Linked DNA regions of Mus musculus: region 2 is linked to region 1. The links are chromatin contacts, called in public targeted proximity ligation maps. All regions are on one chromosome and are shown on one strand. The core of a region is the stretch at or near the end of the contact, and the rest is flanking DNA. Distances in the headings are between cores, read along the strand shown. Region 1 overlaps Acta2 (actin, alpha 2, smooth muscle, aorta). Region 2 has its middle 53 kb from the start of Ch25h.

Region 1 (3,901 bases), core at 1,388-3,887:
ACTGCCTTCATCTTTCTTTGTCATGTGACCAGAGCTGCCTTGGCTTTTTTTTTTCCCCCTGGAGGGTCTGAATCAGGGGTGGGATGGGGGATGCTCTTCAGTCTTCTATGTAAGGCTGATAGCACCATTTACCTAACCCTTTGGATTCCTTTGCAGATTATGTTTGAGACCTTCAATGTCCCCGCCATGTATGTGGCTATTCAGGCTGTGCTGTCCCTCTATGCCTCTGGACGTACAACTGGTAGGTGGCCGGGGAGGTGGGGACCTTGATCAAATGAATCCATCGTAAAGTGTGATATTTGATGGGTACAACCTGTGGGTTGTGATGGTTGACAAGTGAATTGGAGCACACAGAGATGTGGTCCTCCCCCAGAGCCCGCAAAAAGGAAAGAAAAAGCCCTCGCCTTTTCAAAACCAGCCCTGGACCTCACCACACTTCTTTACTTCTCCAGCAATAAATTTTTAATGGCTTCTCCCTCTTCTTTCTGTCTCTCCCAAGCCCTAGCTCTGACCTATCCCATAGAGCACATTCTTTCTTCCCTTGATGTAAGGCTCTTAGGACTCACCACTCCTCTCAGCCTCCGTGTGAAAGACAGAAAGTAACTGAGCACCTGCTGCCGTGGTGACTTACAGCATACTTAATTGTTCCCCAGGTATTGTGCTGGACTCTGGAGATGGTGTGACTCACAACGTGCCTATCTATGAGGGCTATGCCCTGCCTCATGCCATCATGCGTCTGGACTTGGCTGGCCGAGATCTCACCGACTACCTCATGAAGATCCTGACTGAGCGTGGCTATTCCTTCGTGACTACTGGTGAGGCTCGGGGGTGGGGGGAGGTGGAGGGAAGAGGATGGAAGACACTATGTTGCTCACTGTAACCTATCAGAAGGAGGGCTGTCCCCATGAGAATGGGGACATAAAGCCAGAGAGGAGACTTCGCTGATAAAACCATTTGCTGTGCAAACCTTACAACCTACGGTCAGTTCCTGAGCTCACAGCGAAAGGCAAGGACTGACGGCTGAGATTTGCTTTCTGATGTCCACACATACACACCTGAAATGCACACACACACACACACACACACACACACACAAACACACATAAACACACCCAAGCACACACTCCTATGCACACCCATTTGCACACACATGCATACACATACAAATAATAATATTAACATGCTAAAATTAAAAAAATAAAAATAAAATAATAAAAAAGGGTTGGTATGTCAGAGACTTAGCCAACAGTAAAGCCTGACCCCAATGCACAGAGAAAGCTTAGCTTTCCTTGCTTTGTGATTGTAAAGCTATTACAGTTTCTTTGAGAGTAGCTATAGACATCAGTGTAGGCGGCAAGTCAAAGTGGAAAATCGTTTTTGTCTATACTGCTGGAGATCGAACCCAGGGTCTTGTATTGGCTAGCCAAGCCCTCTACCACCCAGCTACACCCCACAGAACTACGTGGATAATTTTTTAATTTCTTCATTTACAAATAGAAGAGAACGTGTACAATAGAGAGAGGTATAGCTGGGACCTTTCCCATCTCTCCGTGTGTACCAATGGAACTGGGGCTGTTCCCAGAGAGCATCTGCTTCATTTTGAAAAGTGAAAAATGTGTCAAAGATCAAGCTACTGCCGATCTGGGTAGGGCAGCAAAGATCTTTTAGGCATTTTTGAAAACTCTGAGACTTCTGAGAAGCTGGTTCAGTAGAAGAGTCACATGGGACAGGTAGATTTTAGCGCCTGTATCAACCCTAATGTGTATCATGTTCGTTATGTGTTTAACAGCCGAGCGTGAGATTGTCCGTGACATCAAGGAGAAGCTGTGCTATGTAGCTCTGGACTTTGAAAATGAGATGGCCACGGCCGCCTCCTCTTCCTCCCTGGAGAAGAGCTACGAACTGCCTGACGGGCAGGTGATCACCATTGGAAACGAACGCTTCCGCTGCCCAGAGACTCTCTTCCAGCCATCTTTCATTGGTAGGCAATGGAGAGTGGGGTCTCCCTGTTCTGTACCAAGAACAAGCCAAGCCTCTGCTATCAGGGTCCATTAGCAGGTAAAAATGAACCAGGGCTTCAGAAACAGAAGCAGTTCTAAAGTAGGGATGGTGTCACATTTCCAAAATGAGAAGACATAGGGAGCCAAAACAGGGGTTGTCTCCCGTGGAAAACTCTCTTATGTCAGAGTCAAGACAGACGCATTCTCCGCACATAATGCAAAGGTTAAAAGTTATCTACGTTTACGATAGTGGAACACAGGGGTGGTTGGGGAAGACGATCTGAGTGCTGAGAGTTTGGGGTTGCTGAGAGAGAAGGAAAACAGAACAAGTAGAGAGCGTCTATTCCACACTGGCACGGCAGGGTCACGTTGGGTCTGCAGAGGCATCCTCTTTGGAGGCTGGGGGCCTGGGCTTGAAACTCTGTTCTATTTTCATGATCTCGAGAATGTCACTAAAGCTTTCTATGAGTCAGTTTCTTCATACCAGGACAGTTGGAAGTTTTATAGCAGAGTTGTGCGGTGCCCTCAGCACAGGGCCTGTCCAAAATAAGCTTTCAACAATTGGTTACTGCCAGCAATGTAAAACTAGCTGGTGGCATTGCTATTATAACTAGATCACAATGTTAAGAAGGCCGTGGGCGCCATCTAGTGGTATATTTTAAAAAGTCTATGTCAGAAGTCAACAAGAAACTCCACCCCTCGCCTCTACCCCTTAAAAAAAAAGCTGTACAAAGATTGCATAGAAAGCATCTTTGGCAGCTGGGCATGGTAGTACATGCCTTTAATTCCAGTACTAGGGAAGCAAAGGCAAGCGAATCTCTATGAGTTTGAGGCCAGTTTGTTCTATATAGCAAGTTCAGGCCAGCCAAGGACCTGTGTTTAAAACAAAACCAAAACTGAAAACAAACAAAACACTTTATCCAAGTAGGAGAGACACTTTACTGACAGTTGCACCATTCAAACTTGGGTGTTGGGAACATAAAGGAACAATGGCAGAGAGATGAACCTGCTCAGACCCATGGCCCTGGCCCTACCTCTTACCAGGCATCGGAAGGCCTGGCTCCTTACTCAAGCCAATTATAGCAGAATATCTATCCAGCCACTGGCGTTATCATGTTGCAATCTCACCCCAGAATCGCTGCAGCTGAACCTCCTCCTTTAGACAAGAGCCAGGAGGATGGTATGGAGCACAAGAAGGGCCTTTAGTCTCTTGAGTGGTAGTTTCTAGTTCATGATGCCTGCCAGCCTCACCCAGGAGATGTGGTAGTTTCTAGTTCATGATGCCTGCCAGCCTCACCCAGGAGATGACCACGTAGCTGGGCCAACTTGATTTTCCATGTGTAGCTTGAGTTTTACCCAGCATCCAAGGATCACTGCCTGTGTCTCTTTTCCAGGGATGGAGTCAGCGGGCATCCACGAAACCACCTATAACAGCATCATGAAGTGTGATATTGACATCAGGAAGGATCTCTATGCTAACAACGTCCTGTCAGGGGGTACCACCATGTACCCAGGCATTGCTGACAGGATGCAGAAGGAGATCACAGCCCTCGCACCCAGCACCATGAAGATCAAGGTACCACACTAAGACCCTCTGACTCAGAAAGCAGCAGGAGGGGCATTTCTAGAACAGCCACAAGCTAAGAGGCAGTTTAACAGGCTCTCTGTTCTTTCCAAAGGGAATGAGGCCAAGGTGACAGTGGGTTAGATTTTAACACTACCACTTAAAATGGGCCCTGAGGAGTCCTGTCCTGGGTCTATAGGGAGTGAGCCACTGCTTCCTGAAGAGCCTGTGCTCCTTCCTGTGCATGTCAGAGCAGCTCAAGTCCCCCTCCTTCCATACCTAGCTGAGCATGCTGCCAACTCTATGTACTTGGGGTTTGAGAACAGACAGGCTGCAT
Region 2 (4,450 bases), core at 1,572-4,071, 180 kb before region 1:
TTCATAGAGGTATTTTTCGTTCTCACCATTCTTCCCCCACCCCATATTTTCTGTCACTTCTGTAAAAATATGTGGCTGATTAAGGCCTTTGCTTTACTGTCATCATCAATCAACCCTCTGTGGGAGACTATTAACATTTTATATATGAGTCACATAACAGTCTGTTTGGGACTCACTCAGAGGCACTGATCTCTTGCCAATTTTGTTTCTAATGCTGGTTCTCTCTTGCACAATGAGATCAAATGCCCCTTCTGTCTCTGTCTCTGTCTCTGTCTCTGTCTCTGTCTCTGTCTCTGTCTCTCTCCTATCCAATCAACTGGGTACAATTTAAACCCGTGTTTAATCTTATAGAGAAATGACCTCTACGGTGTGATCAGAAACATGTTCACAGCAACAGTTCCTTAAAATTCTTCTGAATTAGCTTTTACCTCAATGATGCTGTCTTCAAAATGCCTCCTTTTTCTTCTTTCCATTGCTCCAAGTGCTCCTGTCCCTTCCATTCCTTTATTATAAGATGTAAACCTCACTTTTTTGTAGGTAATTATCTGAGCAATGCACATATATATGACTTACATTATCAAAATTCAAACAGTTCAGAACACTGACAAGTCACCTTGTGCTCCAAGTCAGTGTCTGTCTCCTTTGAGAATATAAGCATGGTTCATCTATATCCTATATATTCTTCCATATTCCTCACTATAATTATTAGATTCAACCATAAAAGTCGTTGCTTTTAGAGATCTAAAGTATCATCAATTTTATACAGTTAAAAAACTGCCTTTTTATATACACTTTTTAGAGTATGATTTTTGTAGACAGAAGAAAATGAGAATCATGCTGTACATATTTTGTTGTAATTTGCTTTTATTCCACATTGTAATATATTGTAAAGACCTTGTAAGTTAACACATACAACTCAACTTTAGTCCTTTCAACTATCAGTAAAATTCCTTAGCATGTTTTGTTCATTCATTTTTCTGTCTATGTATCAATCATTTGTCTATCATCTATGTACTTATATATTTGTTGCTATTACAAAAATCTATGATACAGGGCTTTATTTTATGTAATAATGTTAAATATTTATGTTCTAAAGCAAACCTAAAAGCAATTTAGCAATAGGTTTTTGTTTCCTATAGAAATAGTGTGAATATAAGCTAGATAATTAATATCTGTCTTTGCAAGAACGCCCTTACCTGGGTTCAGTGTACTTTGTTCTGACCTTGAGCCCTTCCAGTCTGGGCTGTTTCCTTTGCCATTTTACTCAAGAAGCTTTTCCAACAGTCATCACTCTTGCAGCTGAGCATCCTTTTTACAAAACAACATCTCTGCACTCAAGTCCTATATGTCTTTTTACATTAATATTTTACTAAGGTCTTAGAGAATTTCATATAAAGTATCTTTGTCATATTCACCCCAACTCCTTCTCAAAACTCTCCCCAGTTCCAGATCCACCCCCTTTCTCACCCTCTTGGCAGCTTCTCTTTTGTTTGTTTGTGGAAGAGACTATCTCACTTGTAATTGTTGTCTTGGTCTTCTGGCTTTTCCAATCCTTTCATTGCCTTTCCTCAATGGAATTCTACCCTTGCTAGATCATCCATGCACTCCTCTTCCCTCCTATCATTAACGCTGGTGTTATTGTTCTTAACCGCAGACACTTCTGGATTTAAATTTTCATCATCAAATAGAACTTAATAATGAATACATTTGATTTTATGGGTGGGCGTGATCACAGGCATGGATATATCACTCTGACCAGGCTGACTAGGCAAGTACAGACGCTCTGAGTCTCTGAGCAAAGTGAGAGGAACCGTCCTATTTGAGACCAGCTTGGACTCTTACTGAGAGTTGAGATGTGTTTTATTTGTTTAGTAAATAAAATACTGAAGGAAGCACTGTACCACAATATACTGTTTGTTTAAAATGAATAAAGGAGGCTTCCTTCAGAGGCTGCCCACCCCTTCCTATTCCAAGGACTGCTGTCTTTTAAAAGCCCTGATTAGTTGTCAAGGAGCAATAGAGAATGCTTAGTTTGTCCCTAGCTGTGTGTGGAAAGAGCTATGAGAACATTTTTATGATGTTAAATGTTTATAATAATCATCTGACTTTATAAAAAAGTCATTATATATGTATATATGTATGTATACATATGTTAGAAACTATATATATATAGAAATAGATATATATCATAATTTATATGCTTTCATAATTTTCAAAAGATGTGCCCTTAGGCTACATATTTGTGTTAACAACTATGGGGAACTGTACAGAAATGCATTATTCAAACTATGTTCATCTTTGAAAGGATCTTTATCAGAAATTCCTAGAAGTGGAACATAGAGATAAAATGTAAGTATTCATATACTTGTATGTATTTTGGTATCCTTTGACTATTGATATTTTTTCTCAGTTATCTTCACAGTGGGGTGAATATGAGCAGTTGATCTGTACAGCCATTTAGTTCACAGTGAGAGACAGACAAGTCTGACTGAGTCTGACATACATAAGGAATAATAAGACATCCATTCAGACAAAAGCAAAGAGGACATGGGAGATGTAAAATGAACTTGGAAAAATGGAGAAATGCTGCGGTGGACAGTTTGCTATTCACTCTACAAATAGAGGTTTCAGGGCAGAAGAAGAGAGAATTCACTAGTGTTCTTTGAGCCATAGTTGAAAGGCAATGAGGACATTCTGTGTAGCTGGGACTCTAGAGGCACAAAAACAAGTGAGAGACACGGTGGTTCTGTGAGAGACTGGCTATGGGGCTGGGCAGGGGCATCGTGAATAACAAGAACAAAGCAGATGGGAGAAGTTGAGGAGAGGAACCGGACAGGAGTGGACCCTTCCTGTCTGGCAGCTGGCTGGGACTTTTTGCCTGATGACACATTTACTAGACTGGATGATTTGATTAGAGGCAAATTTTGTGGGAGAGGAGGTGGGAGACAGAGAGAAGCGAGTGGTGTTATTTGGTCAAGTTATTTGTTATTTTGTGAAGGAGTGTGAACAGGGGCCTCTTTGGAATTAGGCTTGAGCCTGAAAGTCTATGGCACCACTTACTAAATGACTAATTGTCTCAGAGCCTGAATTTCCTCATCTCTGGGATGGCATCACTTTCACTCAATTGACAGAGTCATTGGAAAGCCTGGAGCTGGTGTGTGCTAAGCTGTTCCAACAGCATGAGGCACACTAAAAGTCTGCAGAGTCTAGTTCTTGCTCCTTCCCCCCAGAGCACCAACCACTGTGCTTCACAGCTGAGACCAGCCAGCAATGACTCTTATCTATACAATCTGTTTTGCCTGTTGTCACAGACGAGTTTCACACCAACTTATGAACCTTCCCAGAGCTCTTTGTATGTCCTGCCTTTAAAGCCTGCAGCAGCCCTCAAATTAATGTTCTTTATACCCGTTTCCTTTAAGTTGGTGCGTTGAGGCTGTGAAGACATTCTCTTCAAGTCATAGAAAAAAAAAAAGCGAACGTGTTTCCCAATGAGCTCGACCAGACCTTATTTTTAGAAGAGTCAGATCATGTAACAAGCCTTTATTTCCTATTTTCTTTCTGTGGAAAGAATCCAAGCTATTTGCAATGTCAGAAGGAAGAGAGGGTGACAGGAAGGGATGTAGTGGAAGCATTGCACATTTCCCCTTTTCTCTGACTCAGATTCTCTGAAAAATTATCTGGAAACACAATGCCTGGGACACGATATCACTGAGACACTTCCGAATCTTTTGACTGTGCTTCTAACTTGTCTTAGTAGAGAACAGCACCCATCTCAAGAAGACAACACTGATTTCCTCAAAACACCATTGATAACATTAAAGTATCACACGGAAAGTGACCATGCAAACCCCTTCAAAAAGAAGTGGGATATGATATGGAGGTGTCACACAGCCAAAATAAAATAGATGCACAAATAAATATATTAATATGTCAATAAATTAAATACCCTAGTCAGTACTCCCACCTTACAAAGGAGGAAGTTGGGGCTTCGAGTGCTGCTCTCATGCCAAGTTCAATTCATAGCTTTAAAATCAAATAACTCCATCACCCTATTGAGGACAATCCTGAACCTGAGATCCTTTCCTATGATACAGGATCTTACATTCTTTTAGTGGCCTTTAAGCAATAATTATATGCCATAAGGTATCCTAGGCACACCAGATTCAGTAGAGAACAAAGCCAACACACATATTTATCCAGTGCATCTTATATTTGAGTTAAATTATATATTAGGTAGGGGTCAGTGGTCAGGGCTGAAAAGAAAAAGCAAGCAGAAAGAAAGATGTCAACCTCTGTATAGAGGAAAGTAATAGATATTTTGGATGCTCAGGACACCTCTGGGAGTCATACTTTTCTTTCTCTCTCTCTTTCTTTCTTTCTTTCTTTCTTTCTTTCTTTCTTTCTTTCTTTCTTTCTTTCTTTCTTTCTTTCTTTCTTTCTTTCTCTCTCT

Evidence for each region.
Region 2: a contact with region 1 is called in a targeted proximity ligation map of bone marrow-derived macrophages, with 3 times the contacts expected there. A contact is called at or near these places in 4 of 39 promoter capture datasets (the 3T3-L1 cell line, embryonic stem cells, maxillary cranial neural crest and 1 more), 4 of 130 datasets of targeted methods (the NIH/3T3 cell line, bone marrow-derived dendritic cells, bone marrow-derived macrophages and 1 more) and 3 of 9 other capture datasets (adipose tissue, bone marrow-derived macrophages and liver).

What each region holds. Positions count from the first base shown.
Region 1 is chr19:34,242,992-34,246,892 of GRCm38.p6, reverse strand. It overlaps Acta2 (actin, alpha 2, smooth muscle, aorta), which reads left to right. Exons shown (of 9, transcript NM_007392.3): 5 at 157-241; 6 at 654-815; 7 at 1,790-1,981; 8 at 3,395-3,576. Among named protein-coding and RNA genes, the nearest start is that of Acta2, 10 kb to the left of the region's middle.
Region 2 is chr19:34,419,747-34,424,196 of GRCm38.p6, reverse strand. No RefSeq gene overlaps it. Among named protein-coding and RNA genes, the nearest start is that of Ch25h, 53 kb to the left of the region's middle.